Linked DNA regions of Mus musculus: region 2 is linked to region 1. Evidence: chromatin contacts called from public promoter capture Hi-C data. All regions are on one chromosome and are shown on one strand. The core of a region is the stretch at or near the end of the contact, and the rest is flanking DNA. Distances in the headings are between cores, read along the strand shown. Region 1 overlaps Gm14486 (predicted gene 14486). Region 2 holds the start of 1700001O22Rik (RIKEN cDNA 1700001O22 gene).

Region 1 (4,929 bases), core at 1,526-4,025:
TTAAATGTATTCAAAAGCCAGATCCAGCCTTGGAGAACAGGAAATGAATGATATTCTGTCTGCCCCTTCCGGGTGGTCTGTTCACGGACACCTCCCTGGTACATAGCAACATAATGCAGACATCACCTTACTCCTCATTTATGTATTTGTTTATTACTGTTCTTGGGATAGCCTGTGTATCTCATGCTGCCGGCACATTCGCTATGTAGCTGGGGATGACCTTGAACTGATCGTCCTGCCTCCACCTCCAAACAATTAGAGGTGTGTGATATTATTGGTTTATATAGTGCTGGGGACAGAACCAGGGCTTCACACATGCTACAGAAGCCCTCCACTAACTGAGCTAAGGCCCTAGATTTCTGGGGGTTTTGTTTGTCTCCTAGTTAGGGTTTCTATGGCTGAGATGAAGCATCATGACCGAAAAGCAAGCTAGGAAGGAAAGGCCTCGTGTGGCTTACACATCCACATCACTGTTCATCATTGAAGGGAGTCAGGACAAGAACCTGGAGGCAGGAGCTGATATGGAAGCCACAGAGGGATGCTGCTTAGTCCTTGCGCTTGCTCAGCCTGTTTTCCCATAGAACCCAGAACCACCCGCTCAGGGATAGCAACACCCACGATGGCCGGGGCCCTCTCCCATCAATCACTAATTAAGAAAATGCCCCACAGACTTGCTTACAGCCAATCTTGTAGAGGCGTTTTGTTTGTTTGTTTGTTTGTTTGTTTGTTTTATTTGTTTGTTTGTTTGAGATAGGGTTTCTCTGTGTAGCCCTGGCTGTCCTGGAACTCACTTTGTAGACCAGGCTGGCCTCGAACTCAGAAATCCACCTGCCTCTGCCTCCCAAGTGCTGGAATTAAAGACACTCACCACACATTAGAGTCATTTTCTTAATTGAAGTTCCCTCCTCCCAGATGACTTTAGCAGTGTCAAGTTGATGTAAAACTGGCCCGCAGGTTTGTTTTGAGACAGAATCTAATGAAGTTCAGGCTGGACTCAAACTTCTTTTGTATCCCTGGCTGACCTTGAACTCCTGATCCCAGTTCTGGGATGACAGATGCACATTGCTCTACCTAGTTTTCTTTCTCCCTCCCTCCCTCCCTCCCTCCCTCCCTCCCTCCCTCCCTCCCTCCCTTCCTCCCTCCCTCCCTGCCTCCCCTCCCTCCCTTCCTCTTTCCCTCTCTTCCTTCTCTTTCCAGCTCTGCTCCCCACCCCCACCCCAGTACTGGAGCTCAAATACAAACCTCACAGTAGTGCTTGCTAGATGAATTTCACCACGGGGCTGCACTTGAGCTCCCAGGACCCACGGCCTCCAGCGGCTTCCATGAAAAAGAGGAAAAGAAGTGGCTGTGTGGGTGACAGAACCTGTGATCATTGTTAAAAATAAGAACCCAGGGCTACTGAGATGGCTCAGGCAATAAAGGCACTTGCTACCAAGCCTGCAGACCAGAGTTCAGTTCTTGTATCCCACACGGTGCAAGCAGAAAAACAACTTCCAAAAGTTATTTCTAACCTCCTCTCGTGTGACATGGCACATACATGCCCGTGCACCAAACACACACACACATACACGCACTCGTGCTCACTAAATTAACATAAGCCTTGCTCTAAGACACCCCTACCTCATGCCTCAGCGAGCAGGAGCAGCGACATCCAGGCCAGGCAAGAAGACAGAGAACTCACCCTGGACCCTACACCAGTTCCTCCAACAGCAGGGAGACAGAGGCTCCTTCCATCACAGGCCCATCGTGGCTCCTCTCTCCCTGTCCTTCCATCACTCACTGTCCCTGGCCCCAGGAAAGCCTGTGAGCCGCAGGTCTAGTGGCCCTGAGACATCAGGCGCCCAGCTTTCTCCTCACCAGCACGCTCAATTACCAGCTTCCCCTAGCTTGCATGTCCCCTTTGTGATTAACGCCCTTCTAAACTCCCTTCCCATCAGCAGCCACCAGCCTGTGACCGCAGAGTGGTCTGACTCTTTTAAAATGCAAACACCCTCAAATACATGCACACACACACACACACACACACACACACACACGTGCACATGCACATACACGCTGCAGATGCAGCTCATCCTTCCCTGGACATTCAGAGATCTGGATGGAGCTCCCAGGAGGACTGCCTGATACGAAATGCTGGAAACTTCTGGAAGAAGGTAGCCATCACTCTAAACGGCAGACCAGAGCTTTGCTTGTGGTCTACAAGCTGCCCAGTTTCCAGGCATGCTGGACAGGCATCTATCTCCAGAAAAGGAAGGAATCTGAGGCTCAGAGAGGGCAAACTACTTGCTCAAGGTCACCCAGCCTAGATTTTTTGAGCCCAAACACTTGGGATTCAGCAGGGAGATGCCAGAAACACTAAGAGCTGCTGCCTTTACACAGTGTCAACACAGGCTGGGCCAGGAGCTAGAGCCAAGTGGGCAGATGAGGTGGGACAGAGCCCAGTGGGTGGTGGTCGGAATGCCAGCCTTGGCTGTCCTTGTAGGTGCTACAGCTGGGCCTCACCTACGAAGACTGGGTACCCCTCTGCTGATCCCCAGCAAAGAGAGGGCTGTAGGACCTCTGGTGTGACCTCCAGATGCAGCCCAGAAATTCTGCCTTTGCCCTTGCTTGGAAACACTGGAGTCCCCAAGGACAGGTGAGGCCCAGGTAAGGAGGTCTGTTTGAGCTCCCTGTCCTGCCAACGCCCCCTGTCCCCATCCCACCCCCACACCCTGCAGCTCCCTTCCTACCCGCCTGCTGCACTGTGCACTCATTAGAGCAGAGCTGAGCTTGCTCTGGGTTAAAAATGCTCTGAGCACAGCCTGGCTTTCTTTCCCAGCTTCAGCACCAAGTGTGACTCTCCAGCATCCCCAGCCTCCTCTCACTGCGGCAAAGGGAATGTCAGGGCTTCCTGGACCTCTGGCAGACCTCTGAGATGGCCTGGACTTCCCCATGGGTTCCTACAGTTCCTCATCATCTACTGGATGGTTGGGATCAATATGGGAGAGGACTGCCCACAACATGGACCTGCCAAGCTGCCTGCCTTGGGGCAAGTGGATGTACTTGACCCGCCCACCAAGGTCTGGACAGGGGGCCCTTCCACACCCCAGGAGCTGAGTGTGCTGAGCCTCCTGGGGAGCTGGGACTCACTGTTCCTCCCTGAGTGATGTGTCAGCTGGTGGTGTAGGTAAGAGCAGAGCAGAGCAGGGCCCTCCCCACAGGGCCAGCTGGTGTCCCAGCCACCCATACTCCTCCCCACCCCCATCGCTTACCTGTCTGCCCAGAGCCTAGCTGCCCCTACTAACTGCCTGGACTGGTTACAACAATGCACTGCAATTGTTTGTTTGTCTCTTTGGAGAAGGATGTTCAGAAAAACAGAATGCACTAGGGCTGCGCAGGGAGATGGCTCCGTCATGAACAAACGATGCCTGCAGCAGAGCCTTGTGACTTGAGTTCTATCTATGGAGACCCACATGGTGGAAGGTGAGAACCCACTCCCCCAAGCTGTCCTCGGCCCTCCATGTGTGCACCATGGCTCACACGTAAATACACATGTGAACAAATAATGAATAAACTTCCATAGTAATAACTACAAAATCGGAGCAAAATGCAACCAAAAAACTCACAGACATTACAAATTCCACCATCAGGGGCTGGCAAGATGACACATTGGGTAGACAGATTGCTGTGCAAACATGAGGACCTGAGTTCAATCCCTGGTACCCTGTAAAAAGTCAGGTGTGAAGATGTGTTCTTGAAATTCGAGCATCAGGAGCATGAGGCAGGAGGCTCCCTGGGTCTCACTGGCCGGCCTGCCTGGCTGAGCCAGTGAGGTCCAGCTTCAGTGGAAGAAGACCTTGTCTCAAAAATATAGTGCTGCTGGTGGAGCACTCCTTTAACATCAGCATTTGGGAGGCAGAGGCCGAGGCAGGGGGATCTCTGTGAGTTCAAGGCCAGCCTGGCCTATAGAGTAAGTTCCAGGCCCATGAAAGCTATACAAAGAAAGCCTTTCTTGAAAATCAAAACACAACGGTAGATAGATAGATAGATAGATAGATAGATAGATAGATAGATAGATAGATAGATAGATAGATAGATAAACAGAGAAAGATTATATAGAGCAATAGATAGATAGATAGATAGATAGATAGATAGATAGATATAGAGAGAAACAGAAAAATTATATAGAGCAATAGATAGATAGATAGATAGATAGATAGATAGATAGATAGATAGATAGATAGATAGATAGATATAGAGAGAAACAGAGAAAGATTATATAGAGCAATCGAGGAGGACATGGACATGTAACATCAAGCTCTGGTAGCACACTCATGTGCACACACACACACACCTCACACACACGCTCACACACACCCCACACCGCACACAACAAAAGCATCCTGTCATTAGCCAGGCATGGTGGCTTCTATCTTTCATCCCAGAACTTGAGAGGCTGAAGCAAGAGGGCAGAGAGTTGGAGCTTGATAATAATCATGGCTATGTAGTGAGCTCCTTGCTAGCCTGGGCTACATAGCAAGACCCTGTTTCTACATTAACTAGTAATCAGTTAGTTGCCAACACCCACATCTCTTCTGGAAACCAACTGTGTTATGAAGATCCTGAAATGTGAAGCTTGTATCTAAGAAGATTGCTCTCTGCACAGGAGGGGCCGGCTCAGCCACTCACCAAATGGGCTCAGGGGTACCTGTCCTGGACACTGGCAGTTGAGGTCTGGCAGAGAATTTGGGCCTTTCCCCCCACCTCTAACTGTCCTAGAACAGGATTGGCCTTGAACTCACAGAGATCCACCTGCCTCTGTCTCCCAAATGCTGGGATTAAAGGAGTCTAACTACCACTGCCCAACATGATTTATCTATTTATTTTTATTTTATGTGCATTGGTGTTTTGGACGCATGTATGTCTGTGTGAGGGTATCAGATCCCCTGG
Region 2 (4,929 bases), core at 841-3,340, 130 kb after region 1:
TCTGAGGCTCACAGAGAAATGTGCAGTGATCCATTAGTAATGTCTGCCAGCAGACATTACTAGACGGAACAGTAATGGTACACTTGCTCTGTATGCATGTTCCCTGGTCCATCTGGTCCTTCCTTAAATTGATTAATTGAGACAGGGTCTCACTTTGTAGCCCTGGCTGTTCTGGAATCACTATGTAGACCAGGCTGGCCTTGAACTCACAGAGTTGCTTACTTAAGCCTCCAGAGTGCTGGGATTAAAAGTGTGCACCACCACACCCAACTCTCTAGTCTTTAACCCCCCCAGACAATGGCCTTCACCCTGCACTTGTGCTCCAGCCTGTTTAAACCTGTTGTTTCCTTCCCCCTCTCCATTAAGAGCTCTTTAGCATCCAATTCCAGGTATTAATGTGGGTTAATGTCAGGGATCTTTCTTGGTTCCGTCTCTCATTGTCTGTTCCTCTAGCATCTGATACACAGTAAAACTTCATACATGGGTAATGCTTCTAAATGAGAGAAGAGTTCAGCAGCAGGTGGATTCAGGTCTGGATCTCAGCTGGGTAGCTGGATGGCTATGCAGACAACCATGTAAGCGTGTGGGTGGCTTTATTACTAGCGGAGAGATGATTGGCATCCTGGGTTTATATGAATGAAAGGATAGCTGTCAGGCAGCTATAGCCAGAGGGGATTTCTGAATAAACAAAAGACTGGCTGTCTGGCAGTCCAGCAGTTTGGGGGCAGTTATGAGTTCATGGCCAGTTAGATGCTTCGATGGCTAGGTGGATGGAGATTCACAATAGCTTATAGAAGACCTGGTTTGTGAGTAAGGGGTTAGGTGCGTGAAAGGATGGATAGGTGAGTGGATCGATAGATACACGGTAAATCCATTACTAAATGTCTGGAAACAAGGGAGCGAACGAATGCCTTCCTGTTCCCATTCCCAGAACTCATGGCTTGGGGAAATGATAGAAGTGATTGTTAGGCAAGCCTATGACCTCCTTTCCATCCCCCAAGCCCACGTGATGGTGGGAGGAGAGAGTCAACGCTACAAAATTATAGCACGTGTGTACTCACAACAGCTACTACTCACGGATGGGCCTTTTTGGCTCTGGCAAGTTCACCTCTTGGGAGCCCCAGGGTAGTCTTCTCTTTAAAATTGTTGTCCCAGTGCAATGGTTTGTCCCTCAAAGAGAAAGAAGTCACAGCTGATGTGAGCAGAGGCCCACCTTGGTAGCACTCAAGGCAACCCCTCCTTCATCAAGAGGGTCCCCTCCGCTTACCACAGGTCTGGGAGGAATAAGCAGCTGGAAGACCGAGAAGCTAGGCAGTGATTTGATGTACTCCTAGGGTTATGTGGCGCTGAGGGTGCTGGGTGGGGACAACAGGAGGAGGAAGGAAAGGAGAAGGGGGAGGAGGAGAGCCCGTTGAGATGGAGACAGTCCTCGCTTGGGAACCCCAGACTCCGCGCACACACACCCACTCCCCACCCCATCCCCCCGGCCTCACGGTCCGCCTCTGGGTCTGCGCTCTCGGCGCTCAGGTGGTGCAGGAAGTGGCGGAACTTGTTGGGCAGCAGCTTCCCCAGCAGCGTGCCCAGGGAGTCAGGGTTGTCGCGGGCTGCAGGCTGCCGGTTCCCCCGAGTTCCCGCCTCCCGGGCCGAGCTGCTCGGCTGCAGCGACGGCAGTAGCAGTGCGCGCGCGGTCCCACGGTCTCGCCGAGCGTTCGGGGACTCGGGGGACCCGCAAGGCAGGCGCTGGGACTTGCGGTCCCGCCGCCACGCGCCGTCTACATCTCGCCCCACACGGCCTTCGAGCATTGGCAGCAGCATCGGCAGCCGCTTAACAGGGCGGCGCTGGGTGGTCCCGTCGGGATATCCCTTGGGCTTGTAGGCCGGGGTCCCCTCCATGGACTGGCGCCGGAACATCCTGAGTCAGAGCTCGGCTCAGGACACCTTCGCGCCCGGGGGACGCGCAGGGGCGAGCGGGGCCGCAGGAAGGTCGTATTCCAGCCCGCAGTCCATAGCGCCGGGAAGGGGCAGCAGAAGCCGACTCCGGCAGGACCCTAGCCTGCTGTGTCCCGGCGCAAAGGCGGTGAGGGCGGGAACGCCAGCCCTTTGGGGCGGCTGTGACGTTGACATGAGCTAGAGCACGCGGAGCGCCTGGCACAGTGCAGAGCTCTCTGCACCTGCTGGCCTAAGACCGCCTTTCCTATCACTTAGCACACTTGGGAGAGGGTTTGTCTAGAATGTGCAAGAAACTGAGCGTGGCGGCCCATGCCTGTGATTTCAGCACTTGGGAGGCAGTTGCATAGGCTAGAGAAACAGATCAGCGAGAGGACCGGACTTAGATTCCCATACCGTATATACAGAACAACTCACAGCCTCCAGTGCCAAAGTTATCCGCCACTCTTCTAGCCTCAAGGTCACCAGGCACGCACAAAATGCACTGCCATGGAGGCAAAACACTCATACTCATATTTTTTTTTTTTAAATTAAGGCTATTGTCAGGAAGTGGTGGCACATGCTTTTAATCCCAGCACTCAGGAGGCTGAAGCTGGTGGATCTCAGAGTTCGAGGCCAGCCTGGTCTACAAAGTGAGTTTCAGGACTAAACAGAGAAACCTTGTCTTGAAAAACAAAACAAAACAAAAAACCTCAAGGCTATTAAGTGTGGTAGTGCACAGCTTTAGCTCTAGCACTTGGGAGGCAGAGGCAGGCATCTCTCTCAGTTTGTGGCTACCCTGGTCTACATATGAATTCCAGGCCAGCCAGAGCTACATAGTAAGAACCTGTCTCAAACACAGGGCAATGGTGGCACACACCTTTAACCCCAGCACTTGGGAGGCAGAGGTAGGCGGATTTCTGAGTTCAAGGCCAGCCTGGTCTACAGAGTGAGTTCCAGGACAGCCAGGGTTACACAGAGAAACCCTGCCTCAAAAACAAAACAAAACAAAAACCAAAACAAGAGAGAGAGAGAGAGAGAGAGAGAGAGAGAGAGAACCTGTCTCAAAATAAACAATTCAAGGTTGTGCTTGGCTATATACCAACTTCAAGGTCAGCGTGGGCTAAATGAAATCCTGTCTAAAAAATATGATTTAGAACAGTGTTTCTCAACCTGTGGGTTGTGACCCTTGTGAGGGTCACAACGGCCTTTTCACAGGGGTCACCTAAGACCATCAGAAAACACAGATATTTACATTACAATTCACAACAGTAGCAACATTACAGTTACAGTTAGAGGTTGCAATGGAAATAGTTATATATTTGGGGTCAACACAGCATGAGGGAGCGTGCATAGGGAGGCTGAGAACCACTGACTTAGCGTTTTGTTTCTGCTCCAATCCTTAATAGTCTTGAGATCTGGGCAACCAGAGAGCTTTCCCCTAAAGACTAGGACAAAGCCTGCATCTGACTCTTTGTTCAATTAATTCCTTTTGGGGAAGTCTCCCTACAAGGCACAATCCATCATTCCCCTGCCTCTGTTTTCCAAGTCCTGGGTCACCCCTGGCAGCTCACACATGACTTACGGGCATAGCAGGAGAAGGCGTGGGAGGGCTAGACCTCCTACTGAAATTGTAGACTTCCAGTTTGTAAACTCTGATGGGGAAGTCACTCTCAGATCAGGACCAGGCTGCAGATACACATGACTTTCTCCCACCTCCTACCCCAGATGCTGACAGTGGATCTGGGGAGGAGCCAAGACCATGTTTGGTGCCCCTTCCCCAAGGCTGGGGATGAGACAGAGAGCCTGGATAAGTGTTCCACCATCCAGCCACATCCAGCCAAGACACAGATTCTGAGCATCATCCCAGTTAGGGAGTAAAGGCCCAGTCCCTTGAGCTCTGACACTGGCATCTCCGGCTTGCTTCTTCCCAAAGCTGTCATCACCTCTAAAAGGATCCTAGGATATCACACTCACCTGCTGGGTGAGGCCACAGAAGGTCCTGTAAGTTTAGAGCCCCCTGACAGGTGGGCTATTTGCTGGGAGAGCCCATCTTTCCACCTGCTCCCTCTGACAGCTCTGCCCAGGTGCCTGAAAGTGTTCTTAGAGTCATTGTGATCCGATCTTACCCACAGCCACTGGGGAGCAATGGGCACTGTGTCCTGGGGACAAGGGTGGGGCTGGTGTACTCTGGGGGCCTGGGGCCACACCCATAGAGGCACTCTGGGTCAGAGCAGCCATGCCTGATCCAAAGAGGACCAGAGCGCTCTTTTAGACCCAGAGTAGGCTGTGCTTGACTGAGTGGAAAACAAAGATGGAAGGAAAGGAGAGGTGTATTACCCCCACCCTCCTAGGACAAGAAGAGCACAGGGGGCCTGGAAATCCAGGAACCAAGGCATGTTCATTTTCTGTTTCTCTCGGCTATATGATGCTGACAGGGTCCTTCTTTCTGGGAGTGCCATGGGGCAAATGGGCTCAAGTGTGAGTCTTGGTTGGGAGAGCTGGGAGAAGTGCCCATGAGAGTCTTCAGGTTGGGTGATGAGGGCTCAGCTCAGGCAAGTATACCCAGGTATGACATAATTGTTTTTTTTTTTTTTTGCTTTTTCAAGACAGGGTTTCTCTGTGTAGCCTTGGCTGTCCTGGAACTCACTCTGTAGACCAGGCTGGCCTTGAACTCAGAAATCCGCCTGCCTCTGCCTCCCAAGTGCTGGGATTAAAGGTGTGTGCCACTGTGCCATTACACCACTGCCTGGCTGGTTTTGTTATTTTATTTATCTTTTTTCCTAAAACAGGGCCTGCAGTTCTCAAATCTAGTCAATGATAACCTTGAACTTCTGATCCTTCTACCAACTGAAGGCCTCTCTGCCTCCTAAATACCGAGACTGTAACAACGTCCAGCTACCGCTGGCTTTATGTGGGACTGGGGTATCAAACACAGGACATCATACATGCCAGGCGATCACGCTGCCAACTGAGCTACATCACCGTTGTATCATTATTTAA

Evidence for each region. Promoter capture Hi-C pulls out the DNA fragments that hold promoters and counts their contacts.
Region 2: a contact with region 1 is called in a promoter capture Hi-C map of hippocampal neurons, with 4 times the contacts expected there. The contact joins the promoter of 1700001O22Rik here to the enhancer-like site in region 1. A contact is called at or near these places in 6 of 39 promoter capture datasets (embryonic stem cells, hippocampal neurons, liver and 2 more), 2 of 15 datasets of contacts at CTCF or cohesin (both in embryonic stem cells), 18 of 484 Hi-C or Micro-C datasets (CD4 single positive thymocytes, CD8 T cells, the N1E-115 cell line and 13 more), 21 of 115 datasets of contacts at active chromatin or transcription factors (bone marrow-derived macrophages, craniofacial prominence, differentiating embryonic stem cells and 14 more) and 4 of 9 other capture datasets (adipose tissue, embryonic stem cells, liver and 1 more).

The regions. Positions count from the first base shown.
Region 1 is chr2:30,668,591-30,673,519 of GRCm38.p6, forward strand. It overlaps Gm14486 (predicted gene 14486), which reads right to left. Exons shown (of 4, transcript NR_136917.1): 2 at 1,243-1,317. Among named protein-coding and RNA genes, the nearest start is that of Gm14486, 7.0 kb to the right of the region's middle. Within about 2 kb of position 2,776, at least 18 of the 459 cell types and tissues checked have an H3K27ac peak or open chromatin away from gene starts, as enhancers often do. A contact at or near this core is called in cerebral cortex and hippocampal neurons, where this site is marked.
Region 2 is chr2:30,799,647-30,804,575 of GRCm38.p6, forward strand. It overlaps 1700001O22Rik (RIKEN cDNA 1700001O22 gene), which reads right to left and starts at 2,091. Exons shown (of 7, transcript NM_198000.3): 1 at 1,494-2,091; 2 at 1,268-1,355; 3 at 1,078-1,170. The coding sequence starts at 1,911.